Linked DNA regions of Sus scrofa: region 2 is linked to region 1. Evidence: chromatin contacts called from public Hi-C data. All regions are on one chromosome and are shown on one strand. The core of a region is the stretch at or near the end of the contact, and the rest is flanking DNA. Distances in the headings are between cores, read along the strand shown. Region 1 holds the start of PTS (6-pyruvoyl tetrahydrobiopterin synthase). Region 2 holds the start of USP28 (ubiquitin carboxyl-terminal hydrolase 28).

Evidence for each region. A called contact is a pair of places that touch in the nucleus more often than the background predicts.
Region 2: a Hi-C map of mesenteric adipose tissue shows a contact between it and region 1, with 2.0 times the contacts expected there. The contact joins the promoter of USP28 here to the promoter of PTS in region 1. A contact is called at or near these places in 2 of 5 promoter capture datasets (fetal skeletal muscle and liver) and 2 of 47 Hi-C or Micro-C datasets (embryonic fibroblasts and mesenteric adipose tissue).

The regions. Positions count from the first base shown.
Region 1 is chr9:39,917,483-39,924,140 of Sscrofa11.1, reverse strand. It overlaps PTS (6-pyruvoyl tetrahydrobiopterin synthase), which reads right to left and starts at 3,984. Exons shown (of 6, transcript XM_005667339.3): 1 at 3,706-3,984; 2 at 1,757-1,836; 3 at 306-328. The coding sequence starts at 3,791.
Region 2 is chr9:41,478,307-41,484,964 of Sscrofa11.1, reverse strand. It overlaps USP28 (ubiquitin carboxyl-terminal hydrolase 28), which reads left to right and starts at 3,921. Exons shown (of 24, transcript XM_021062863.1): 1 at 3,921-4,201. The coding sequence starts at 4,145. It overlaps LOC102166826 (a long non-coding RNA gene), which reads right to left and starts at 3,824. Exons shown (of 3, transcript XR_002335634.1): 1 at 3,277-3,824; 2 at 2,245-2,438.

The DNA of each region.
Region 1 (6,658 bases), core at 2,735-5,234:
CTCCATATGCCATGGGAGCGGCCCAGGAAATGGCAAAAAGAAAAAAAAAAAAAAAAAAAAAAAAAAAGAATGCCTAGAGAAGCATCCTTTTCATTGTCCTGCTTTTCCACCTGTTCACATATAGCACATTAAAGATGACATTGTGGGAGAGGAAAGGCCTGAAATGGCAGCAGCTCACCATAACACAAAGACCAACACTGAAGCAATACAGATTTGAACAGAATTTTTCAACACAGAATCCATCACGTTGGCTGAAAGAGGCCCCATCAATCTGCACAAACCACACAGATATTTTCAGCACGTACCTCTCCATGTACTGTCACCACAACTATGGGGAAGAAAACAAAATACCAAAAAAGCAGCATGACTTTCAACAGATTAACATCCAGACACAGTTAGCAACATAAATTATTAGTTCTCTACCCTAGTCTTATTTTCCCCCAGAACATCTGTTCTTTTAGTTAAGGTCTTTTTAGCAACTAAAGCAAGACTTGACCAATGCAGAGGAACTTAGTAGAGCTTAGCTAAGGCCAAAAAGGGTATAAATTCCACTAATGATGTTGACACACTCGGTAGGTATCTCCACTAGGAGGATCAATACGCTGCTTGATCACTGCCCATAAAAGTAGAAAATGTACAAGAAGAAACCCAGCTACAATTCTGGGCAGTACCTTTCTGAGCAAAAAAAACTACTACTGGGCCAAAAACTTATCCCTTTACTCATGCGAATATAAACATAGTTTACAGTCATGACCTATAAATTAACAAGTACTTGTATGAAGCTTTTGAAAATCCTGAGAATTCCCACCGTGACTCAGTGAGGTTACGAACCTGACCAGTATCCATGATGATTCGGGTTTGATTCCTGGCCTTGCTCAATGGATTAAGGATCTGGCATTGCCATGAGCTGCAGTGTAGGTCACAGATGCGGCTCAGATCGGCACTGCTGTGGTGTAGGCTGGCAGGTGCCGCTCCAATTTGACCCCTAGCCTGGGAATTTCCATATAGCACAGGTGTGGCCCTAAAAAGCAAAAGGAAGGAAGGAAGGAGGGAGGGAGGACAGTCTTGACAATCAGAGTCCTTCACATTTTTTTTCAGCTCAATACAAACCATCAGGTATTAAGTGGTAAGTGAGCAAACTAAGAATGAGAGATATAAGTAAGAGGCAGTAACTAAACTAGAAATCCCAATCTAGCATCTTTTCTGGTCTTTTTACTCCATCATACATACGCTATGATACTTTATAGTTAATACAGCTGGTTTTTGAGACATCATCTGTATCTCAAATAATAAGTGTCTTGTCCTTGCAAAAATTAATTACTTTCTTGGAAAAATAATCTCTGCTGGCAAAGTTTTAGACCCTAACCCATTTTTCTAGCATACGGCATGTCCTGGGCCAATATTCCCCTTCTTCAGTCATTATTTACTCAAAGAATAAAATCTAATCTTAACACTGGCTCAGTAATACCCAATTAGAAGGAAATACAGTGCTAAAAGAATGTCATGTACTCTACGGCCAAGGAAAAAATTATTTAAACCATTCATTGTTTTGAACTACCTATAACAGCAGGCAGTTGCAAAGTAAAACTCAAGATATACCTAACCAAGGCAACAGATCTTTTCATTTTGTTCTTCCATTTCCTTACTCATTCAAGGCTCAAAGTGTTCATGGTTTGTCTCTAAGGTTTCTTAGTAAGACTACATTTGCTAAACACTCTTTCATCATTGTTGAAAATTTCACCCGTTTTTCTCTCACCTTTATAATTGTGCCCATGGCCATTTGGATTGTTGCATTTCCCAAAGAGTTTCAAGTTTTCTTCATTACTGAGAGATTTGCTAATTTAAAAAAAAAAAAAGTCAACATGACACATTTCAGACACCTTCTCTGTTCTCTACACTTATCGTCTGCTCTAGCCTTTGAAAATTTTCACAATTTATTATTCTTTAGCTCACCAAATGGAGAGTTACAATTTGACTTGATTACTTAATTTTATGTCAGGAACCAGAGTATGTCCCCTAATTAGACTACTATACCATACAAATTAGCAAAAATAAATTCAACATCCTTGATCCACAGCAAGATTTCAATAACTAATCTGCTCAAGGCCCTTGCATTTTTCGACTCAACATTTACTATATTACTAGGCACCGACTGAATGAAGCAAAAGCACATGGTAATTATTTAAAAAAAAAAAAAAAAAGTTTGTTTTCAACTGGCTTAAAATCTCATTCCTCCCAAAAAACAATCTCTGACCTTTCCTTTAAAACGTTTTTATTATCCCTCAACTATTGCCTAATATTGATAACTTCACCTGTACATTGAGGAGTATTCGAGTTAGGTGAAACTTTAAAATTACAATACTCATGGAGGAGTTCCCATCGTGGCTCAGGGAAATGAATCTGACTAGCATCCATGAGGACACAGGTTCAATCCCTGGCCTAGGGCTCAGTGGGTTAAGGATGTGGCAGTGCCATGAGCTGTGCTGTAGGTTGAGATGCGGCTCAGATCTGGCATTGCTGTGGCTGTGGTGTAGGCCAGCAGCTACGGCTCTGATTTGACCCCTAGGCCTGGGAACCTCCAAATGCCACAGGTGTGGCCCTAAAGACAAAAATAATAATAATAAAAATAAAATAAAATTACGATACTCAGCGTATGTTCTAAACAGAGAACAATTTTCTCAACGGATTTTTATATTTATACCTGTCCAATCAACAGTGCATCTGCAAGGAGGCTCTACAACCCTCACATGTTTGAGCTTCCTATTAAATAACCCCTTTCTCTGTGAGACACTATTACTTTCCTCATTCTCTCCTGCTCACCCACTTCTTACATTCCACGTGCCACAATTCACAAAGCTTCTGCACAAAATTACCTCACTCTACCCTCCAAAAAATTGGCCAGTTTGTACATTCCAGAAGTAAGGCTAAGACAGGTCTTGATCACTGCTGCATGCCTGTTACCTAGCCCAAGACCTGACAAAAAATACCTGTCCTGTGAATGAATGCATCAATCCTCTTAGGTAGAAATTATTATCCTGGTTTCACAGAGGAGGAAACAGATGCTCAGAGAGTGGAGCCTTCTACTAAGTGGCAAATATCCCCTCAAAATCAACTCTTCAATTCGACCCAGCAGTCTGAGTACTCTGGGTTCAATCCCAACTGTGCTGCTTGCCAATGCTCCTGACATAACAGCAGCTAACATGAACTGAGTGTTTACGATGTGCCGGGTACCGCGTAACGTGGGCGAGCTCAACTCCTTTGAAGGTCACAGCGACCCTCTAAGCTAAATTAGAGCAATCCGAGGGACCAAGAAGTACGTTCAGGTCGCAGAGCCAGCGAGAGGACCCTCCGGGCTGCGTACCCTGGGCCGTCGCCCTCCGCAGTCACTGCACAGCCCCTCTGGAGCCTGGTCAACTCGCTATCACGGCTCTTAGGTGGTCGACGAGGCCCGGCGGCCCTAAGAAGGCACCCAGCGCCCCCGCCCCGCCGCGCGCCCCCGCCCCGCCGCGCGCCCCCGCCCCGCCGCGCGCCCCCGCCCCCGCCGCGCGCCCCCCCGCCCCGCCGCCGCGCGCCCCCGCCCCGCCGCGCGCCCCGCCTATTCAACGTAGGGTACCCCGGCCGACCCCCGACGTCCGGGCGCCAGGCCCTCCTAGGCCCAGGCCTCGAAGGCCCCGCCCTCGCTACTCTCACCGTGGGCACACCCACCTGTGGAGCCGATGGGACGCGCTGAAGGACGCGAGGCGGGACACTCGCGCCCGCCGGTGGGGGCCTGAGTCAGCGTCGCTCCTCATTCCGCCCGCGAGGCAAGGCCGAGCCTCCTGCCCCGGGGCCGCCGCCTGCCTGGGGGAATGGGCGGGGCCTCCCTCCGCGGCTGCGCAGTGCGGCAGGCGCCCCGGAAGCGCCCTGCGGCTGAGCTCCCTCTGCCGGCTTGGAGGCCGCACCGGGCTTTCCGTTATCTCGGGAGAGCAAGAGCTCACAGAGCTGGGCGTGCCTTAGAGTAGATGGGGTCTGGTGGCCTTCATTTTTCTGTCCGCTAAACCTGAGGCCACGTCGTGCAGTTAGGGTGCGCGTGGGCCTACTTTGAATCAGGGAGGGACTTCATTGAGCCGCCCTTCCCACTCGCTTCTGGAAAGCCCAGGGTTACGGTGTAAACCTCCAGTGGCAGGATGAGATGAGTCCCAGGACCAGTCTACTTATAGCTTAAAAGGCGGAGAAATTTGAGGGCACGTGTAGGACCACGTGGTCTTCAGAACCGATATTACCTTTGGACTGTTTGGAACAAAGGGGAGTTCTCAAGCTGTCCTTATCGTCCACATTCCTGCATGGACCCATTTATCACTTGGTTGCCACAGTGTAAGCACATGCACCCATGAACATACACACATTAGCAATTTTCTGTTCACCGCAGACACCTCGGAGTGATAGGATCTTGTTTCCTCACATCTACTCCTAAGGAGTGATCAAACTACTTAGAGTTGCCAGCATGCACCATGTCATCTCTTGCCTCCCTTCATCCTTTCATTAGTTACCGAGTGTGTACTATGTTGCTGGCATGTTCCAGGCACTGGAAATAGATAAAATCATGGGCATGGCAGAAATATAAGCCCCAATGATTTCTCTCAAATGTCTCCTGTCTCCAGCTATATATGTTGTTCATTCTGCATTATCGTTATTATTAATATGTTATGTAGCAAATATTCCTCACACATTTTCAAGTTTTTTCTCCTCTCCTCCACTGGACTGTAAAAGAACTTTGAATAATTATAAACCAGAGTTTTGTTTTGTTTTGTTTTTTGTCTTTTGTCCTTTTTTTAGGGCCGCACCTGCGGCACATGGAGGTTCCCAGGCTAGGGGTCTAATCAGAGCTGTTGCCAAGGGCCTATGCCACAGCCACAGCAACACAGCATCCAAGCCATATCTATGGCCTACACCACAGTTCACGGCAATGCCAGATCCTTAACCCATTGAGGGAGGCCAGGGATCGAACCGCAACCTCATGGTTCCTAGTCAGATTCATTTCCGCTGTGCCACGATGGGAACTCCAAACCAGAGATTTTTGAGGTAGAGACCCAAAATCTAACTCAGTCCTCTCACAGATAAGAAAATACAGGCCTACTATAAATGAATTACTTACCCAAGATCACTTATAATGTAAACAGTGTTCCCCCAGGCACTGACTACATCATAGATACTCTAACGATTACACAAATGCCTCACTTGTTTCAAAAACGATTTAAAGAATCAAAATAAAATTTTAAAAGGGTATAATTTTGGAGAAATTGCTGTTTGCTTTAATAAAAATCATTGCATTTGCAGAATTTTTGCTCTATTTTATTAAAGTCGATTCTATATAAAGGCACTCACCAAATTTACCCTCAGTCACACTGCTACAGATTGAATTGTACCCCCCCCCCAGAATATGGTTTTATTTGGAAATAGTATCTTTGCAGACGTGGTTAAGACGGGTCACTAGGGAGCCCCCTAATCCCTTTCCCCTCACTTGTATACTCCCTTTCCTTGAGTCTCAGGACATTGCCCAGTGGTAAGTTGGACTCAGGGAGAGGAAGAGGCCCTGCCTAAGCTTTATGTCTCAGTCATATGCTCAATTTCCAGAACTTTCTGCTGTACCTAGACTATAAAGTATTGACCCTTTTTGTCTTCTCCTTCAAGAACCTCATAGGAGTTCCTTTCATGGCTCAGTGGTTAATGAACCTGACTAGGATCCATGAGGATTCGGGTTTGATCCGCACCTCATGGATCCTAGTTGGTTCATTCCCTGGCCTGGCTCACTGGGTTAAGGATCTGGCATTGTCGTGACTTGTGGTTTAGGTCGCAGACTCGGCTTGGATCCTGCGTTGCTGTGGCTGTGGTGTAGGCTGGCAGCTGTAGCTCCAATTCTACCCCTAGCCTGGGAACTTCCATATGCCATGAGTGCGGCCCTAAAAAGCAAAACAAACAAACAAACAAACAAACAAAACAACCTTAAAGATGGCAGGGCCAAGACAGAATTCAGACATCCCTGGGTCAAATTCTTATGTTTATACTGCTGATCTTTATATGTTTGGGCTTCATTGCCTATGTAGTAGAATGGAGTAAAGTTTTAAAAACAGAAGATGGACAAGATCAGATAGGTCTGTGTACCTCCCAAAAGTCAGATGGAGTCTCCTTCACTCTTCGGGTCCAGATAAGAAAGATCTGGATCAAACCTCCATGTCTTGTTTGAGGAAGTACAATACCCTTTCAAAGATTTTGTGAAATATCAGGGGATTTATGCTTTTATGGTTGTCTAAGCCTCTGAGCTCCCACCTCTGCTATATTAATTCTGTTTAGGCATCTTTTTTTTACCATTCTGTACCTACTGCTGTTGTCCTGTATCTCACCACCCTGGACACAAAACTTAGAACTTTTACTTCATTGCCACCCCAGCATGAAGCATTTGTATGGAACATTTTTGTTAAAGAGAATAGAGTTGGTGATGTTTATAGTAACTATCAAGGAAAACAGAGAAGAAACTATGCTGATGGAGGGCTATGCAGAAAATCCAACAGGTTCACATTGTCCACAAACCACATGTTTGAGAGGCTTGTCCAGCAATATTCAACATGCACGTGGAGCATGGACAGTTTAACTGGCCTGGGTTGGAGTATACCTAATGGAA
Region 2 (6,658 bases), core at 2,672-5,171, 1.6 Mb before region 1:
GGTCGAATCAGAGCTGTAGCCGCTGGCCTACGCCACAGCCACAGCAACATCAGATCTGAGCTGCATGTTCGACCTACACCTCAGCTCATGGCTCACAGATCCTTAACCCACTGAGTGAGGCCAGGGATCGAACCTGCATCTTTATGGATGCTAGTCAGATTCACTTTCACTGCACCACAACGGGAACTCCATAACTTGTAATTTTAGTAGTTGATGTCAAATTGTTTTCCAAAGTGGTTGTGCTAATGTACACTACAAAACAATGTAAAAGTGTTCTTCCACTGCACCACATTCATAAATGGATTGTGCTTTTGTCTCTGATTTAAGAAAGTTTCCCTATGCTTTAAGGATAGAGATTCCCCAATGAAGTGCTTCAAAAGTTTTAAATTTTGTTTTTTTACATTTAAGCCGTTAATTACATTTGCTTATAATGTAAGAGTCCAAAATTACTTTGTTATATGGATAACTTCGTGAGGACCATTTATTAAAAGTTTATCTTATACCCACTGGGTCACAATGCTGTCAAAAATCAAGTTTGCAAAAATCAGCTTATTTCTAATTATCTATTATTATTATTATTTTGCTTTTTAGGGCCACACCCACAGCAATATGGAGGTTCCCAGGCTAGGGGTCCAGTCGGAGCTACAGCCGCCAGCCTACCCCACAGCCACAGCAACATCAGATCCGAGCCTCATCTGCGACCTACACCACAGCTCATCGCAACACCGGATCCATAACCCACGGAATAAGGCCAGGGATCCCACACCTCATTCAACCCTACTCGGATTCGTTTCCGCAGCGCCACGACGGGAACTCCTAATTATTTATTATTACCTTTTATCTGGAGGCTAAAGTTATTTTCACTTTCTTAGAAGAAAATTGGATCCCAAGAATTTAAGGGATGAATTCAGAATTCATGAAAGCAGATTTTAGAAGCATTTTTTTTTTTAAGTATTTCTCTGTATTTTCTAGAGACACGAAAGAAGGGAACCTGAGGTTACTATTTTGAATACCAAGGCCAAATGTTTCTCAAATTAAAATGAACTCATTAACTTTACTGAAAGTTGTTTCAATTTTGCACAACTACATTTGCCTACAGTACACATTTCAGAAATGTTGGAAACCCATTTATTTTGAACTAGCAAAAAGAGAGCCTTTTCTGAGACATTTTTTAACAGCTGTATTTAAACTTATACATGATCTAACCCTGTAATCCAGGGGTTAAAACAGAAATATACATACTCCTTCCTCCATAGTAAGAGAGGCCATTTTCCTAACTGCTGAGAAGCTGGCTCTTAAGGACATTCCTGACTAGACCATTCCTGGAAAGGAATCCATAACTCAAAGAACAGTCACACTTGTCAATCAGGCTCAGCCATCAGCTTTCAAATGCAGTTGCTCTGAAGCCAGTAGTAAAAACTATTCAGAGTGAAGCAGAGAAGAAACATAAGTATACATTTCTTTCTTTTCCCCTTTCTCTAACATTTTCCCTTCATTCCCATTTATCCCACACAAAGCTCCACACCAGTGTTCAATGACATTGAAGAGGAGTCGTTGTATGATTATGAACTACTTTGGATTTGAGGGTAAAACAGAACAGAAACATAAACTCATTGCCTCATAAAATAATTTAGCATTGAGACAAAAAGTTTTCCAGGAAAGGAAAAATTTTTTCCAATTATTTTAAAAGGTTTTTCATTTTGTTGCTTTTTTTTTTTTTTTTTTTTTTTTTTTTTTTTTTTTTTTTTGCTGCACCCATGGCATGTGGCCAGGGACTGAGCCTGGGCCATAGCAGTGACTCAAGCCACAACAGTGACAACACTGGATCCTTAACCTGCTGAGCCACCAAGGCACTCTATTTTTCCAATTTTTCCTTCGGGCAAATACTCTGGAAACTACTCCCTTTTTAAACAACTGGATGAACAAGGTCCTACGGTATAGCAGAGGGAACTATTTTTAATATCCTGTGGTGAACAGTAATGGAAAAGAACATGAAAAAGAATGTACATATGTATAACTCAGTCACTTTGCTGTACAACAGAAAGTAACACATTGTAAATCAACTATATTTCAATAAAACTTAAAAAACACAATTATTTGCTATGGCTTTATTTCTTTTTTTCCCTGAATATTCTTGGAATGATTATCAATTAATAATGCAATTATTCTGGAGCCCAAAGGCTGGGTTTGAGGAGGAATGAGAAGGGGTTTTCTGCAGTGCCAGCACATGTCCATGATACTTACTTTTGATATTTGATCACCACGAAGATTGCCAAATGATGGTCAAGCAATGATGTGGAGTGTTCGTTAAATACTGATTGGACAGGGTGTCTGTAGCTGATGACTGTGTCCAGGACCAGGTGGTAGTTAAACCCAAATGGGCCAGGAGGATTGATCAGGTCTACCGCCCTCAGATCAAACTGATTAGATCTAGGGCCCTGTTTAGAACCATATAACAGAAAGACACTTTATCAAAACTCTGGGGGCAATATTGCTCAAATGGCTATACACAACTCTTTCAGGAATATGGATAGAGAAACTCTCTGGTGGTCTTTTAAGGAACTTGTCATGAAAGAGTTACAATTTTCCACCTCATTTATACCAGTAAATAAGAAATTTCCTAAAATGAATGAGCAAAGGCAAACAATCACTACAGAGACATGATAAAGACAGACAGAAATAGAGCTTTCTAACAATTTAGAGGTATACAATGCTACAAATCAACTGGACTGAGAAATCAACTTGTTTTGCAATGACCGCCAAGTTGAGACCAGGAACACAGGTTGATTACTCACGAGGAAAAAAAAAAAGGTAAAGCCACAAGCATAAAAAGCTCTACACCCATCAGACAAACACACAGTCTGCTGAAAGTAGAATATTATGATCATGCCACCAGTTTATCTGCCAGGGAAAGGGGACCCCCCCTGAACTTTCAGGTGAAGGAAGTAGCAGCAGTCACGGTCCAGGCTCCTGAGTGTCATCAGGTCTCCCACAGGGGCTGCTGCACTTGCTCTGTACCTGTTCCCTTATGTCTCAAGCTGTGGTCAATGCAGACTAAAAAGGCCTGCAGGTGAAACATCACAATCACATGGCCAACAATGCCAGGAGCACAGGAAAGGACAGCATCCACATAAAATTCACACTGAAGGTGCTGCCCAAGGGCTAGACCAGGGCAGTGATATAAGCAGTTCCCCCTAAACGAGGCCCTTCCACACCCAGCCTCCATGTAGGTTTGGAACAGCTAAAAGTGTGCCAAGAGGATTGTCGTTGTGATACCTGTGAAATATGGTCTCGTAGTTACGATTTCCACCAAACTGCTGAAAATACAACTCGTACTATTAATGCTTAATATGCCATAAGCATCTGGCTCAAACTTAACAAAATACTGTAAAATTTTAGGCTGAATGCCATAAACAGCTAAAATGGGACAATGGTAATTTCTGCTCCCCAGGCCAGCGTTAAAGCAGCATTCTGAGCATCAGTGAATAGATTCCGATCTGTTTGGTTAGCTTTAGACGTCAGACCACTCTATTCAGACTATCGCTTTCTTTTTTTCAGGAACGATAAATCAATTATTCCCGCAGTTGGACTTGGAAATGGCTCCACTGCTGCGAGGGAAACCCCAGACAGGGTCTCAAGATGGGGAATAGCTTTAACTCGTCTGTGGGGAGTCTTGAGCAGATGGTGACTCCTCGAAATAAGTTCTCAGGGACGAAGGAGGTAACGGGGATTTCGGAGGGGTCCGCGCTCCGCAAGGCCACTTCCTGGGAGCCAACCGCCCGGAACACAACCACTCCGCCGCCGACGCTGACCGTTAGGCGCGGGCGGGGCCGGGGTCACGTGGCCTGCGCCGGGTCAGAGCCCGGCGTACGCGGGAGCACGCAGAGCGGCTCGGCCCTCGGCCGCGCGCCTGGCGTGCGCGCTCAGGCCGGGGGCGGAGCGTGTGGGCTGAGCCTCAGGCGCGCGGCGGGCCGGAGGCGGGGCCGGAGCGGGGTGGAGGGCGGGGGCGGGGCCTCCTCCTCCACCTCCGCCACCTCCGCCTCCGCCTCCTCCTCCTCCTCCTCCCGCGAGGCTCGGCTGGGGGTGGCTGTGGCGGCGGCGGCGGCGGCGGGAGGCTAGTGACCCGCGGAGGGGCGCCCCGGCCATGACTGCGGAGCTGCAGCAGGACGACGCGGCCGGAGCAGCGGACCGCCACGGCTCGGTGGGCTTCGCGGCGGCGGCGGGCAGGAGCCGGGGGGCGGGCTCTGGGTCCCGCGGGGTGGGGGGTTCGGGGTCCGGGCCGGAGCGGCGCGGGGCGCTGACGGGCCTGCGGGGTTCGGGCGCGGGGCCGGGCAGGAGGGGGCTGCGGAGGGCGCCCGGGCCCGGCGCGAGCGAGGGCGGCGCGCCGTGCGGGTGAAGACTGGGACTCGGGAGGAGGCTGAAGTCTCTGCAAGGCAGAGATCGAGGACTCTCTTCGGGTCCGGGGGCGGGCTGAAGTTCAAGGGAGATTAGCTGTTTTGAAAAATCAAATACAAAAGGCTGGACGTGGGCTGTCTTCATCAGGGATCTCTAAAGGGAGCTCTCCCGGCCCCCGGCAGGGGTGAGAAACTTCCTAAAGGGGCAGCTTTGGTGGTTTTTGTTTTTGTTTTCTAATCTGTTTTGGGGCAATGCTGTTTTAAAAGTGTCTAAAGCAGTTAGATAACCGAAGTTATCTAACTTAAAGGCAGGATTTATCAACACCTTGTGAAAGATCGGGGGTCGTAGTTACCGCTTTCTGTCTTCCACACCCCCCCTCCTTTTTTTAAGCAGAGAGCAACCTCCCCAATTGCTGCATTCATCACTCTAGATTTTTAAGGAAGGGGGAGGAGCACCGCGATGATTAGAAGGTATGCTGATAATGCTTCCCTATTCCTATTAATCTAAGAAGATTGAAATCAATACAGGGATTTCTGGGCTAAGATGGTGAGAGTGAAAGAACACTGGTTTGAGAGAAAATCAAAAGGCTAATGTCTGTGCGAAAAAAACTCGGGAAGTGGGCAACTTGAGAATGTCTTCTAATGTTACTTTGGAATCTTATAATACTGCCCGGACCCCCCTCAAGTGCTGAGCTTTTTCAAGACAGAATGGGAAACCTGTACCACGTATTCAAATGCAAGTTTGGAAATGAGGAATTTCATGAAATATTTACAGTACAAAGCTGTCAGATACCTCCACGTGAGAAACCTTTTATGCCTTTTTTTTTTTTTTCCCTTTCCTTTTCAGGCACTCAGAGGACCAATAGTGTGTAAAGTGACCGCACTTCCTTTTTTTAAACTCCTGTAGTAAAAGATACCTCCAGGTTCTGGGCTCCAAAATGGAAGTAGGCAGGTGGCATTTCATGGGTTGATTTCTAATAGAAATATTGTTAGGTGTTTACAAATGCCAGTTGGAGTCTGCGTCAGGATTTTCTCTGGTGTCGGAGATCAGTTGCATTTGTTTTTAGGACGGTGACTTAAAAACGGATGGGAAAATCTTAGTTTTGAGACAGTCATGTTGATTTAGAGAAGAGACTATTTTAAGGGAGAGCAGCAAGTCATATTTAAATTTGTTGGTTGAGACCATGTGCCTGTTGGTCAGCAGCAATTACATTTCATTTACCTCTGCCAGAGTTTGAGAGGTGACCATGGTCTTAGCTCTCTGTTTAAGGGTTTAGATGTGAGGTGTTTGATGAACTTTTGTATATAAGTCATAGCTATTTTTGGAAAGCTTGGAACTCTAGTGGCTGTGCCTGGCCGGGGGACCCTGATTCCTGGCAACCTGCGGAGTGAGAACATTTACTGTTCTTCTCGGTGATTCGCCCCCTACAGACGGATGATAAGCTTTGGAATGCTCTATCATGTTTGCCCTTTTTGTTTTTGCTAGTGTGAAATGCTTGAAGTTAGCAGGCTAGCTGAAGGAATCCTATATGGGGAAAGAACCTTTCATATCTCAGAGGAAAGATTTTAATAACATCTTCCTCATCTTCCTAGGTTTCAGGTTGGAATGGACTCTATTTTGAATTTCCTCAAGCATTCAGCATTGCCCTTAAAGGATCTTCCATTGTTCTAATTGCCAGGAGCCCTCCTCTCCTCTCCTGAGCCTGTGAAGCTATTTAAAACCTAGAATGCTTCCCCTCCCTTACTGGTCAGTTGTGCATGGGACAGGCAGAACTCACTACAGCTGCCCAAGAATTTTAGTGAGAGGAAAACATAGAACTCTTGAAATATGTTCTGGAGTCTCAAGGAAGGCACTATTTTAATCAAGTCTTGACTTAGAGGAAAAGAGCAGCAATGTTTACTGTTATTGTAGGATAAACAACTCAAAGTCAGGTTGGCTCTTATAAACCCATCATCCTTGGAAGCAGTACTGGGGCTCATCATACACTCTGCTATGAAAACCTGTCTGTTTTCGGTGAAAATTTAATGCTTCCTTTGATTTATTGGATTTTCATTCTCTTACCTTATCTCATTAATTGTGATTTTTGGAACATCACTAAGTCAGTGCTTGGTTGGCTTTCACTCTCATGCCTCCAGCTACAAACAGTTCCTCCTCACACAGTGAGTATAGTATTTATAAAACACATTGACAAGGTAATGCCTCGCCAGGCAAGATCTTTCCACATGTTTTGTTTCAGCAAAGAAATTCAAAGAAGCAGACAAGT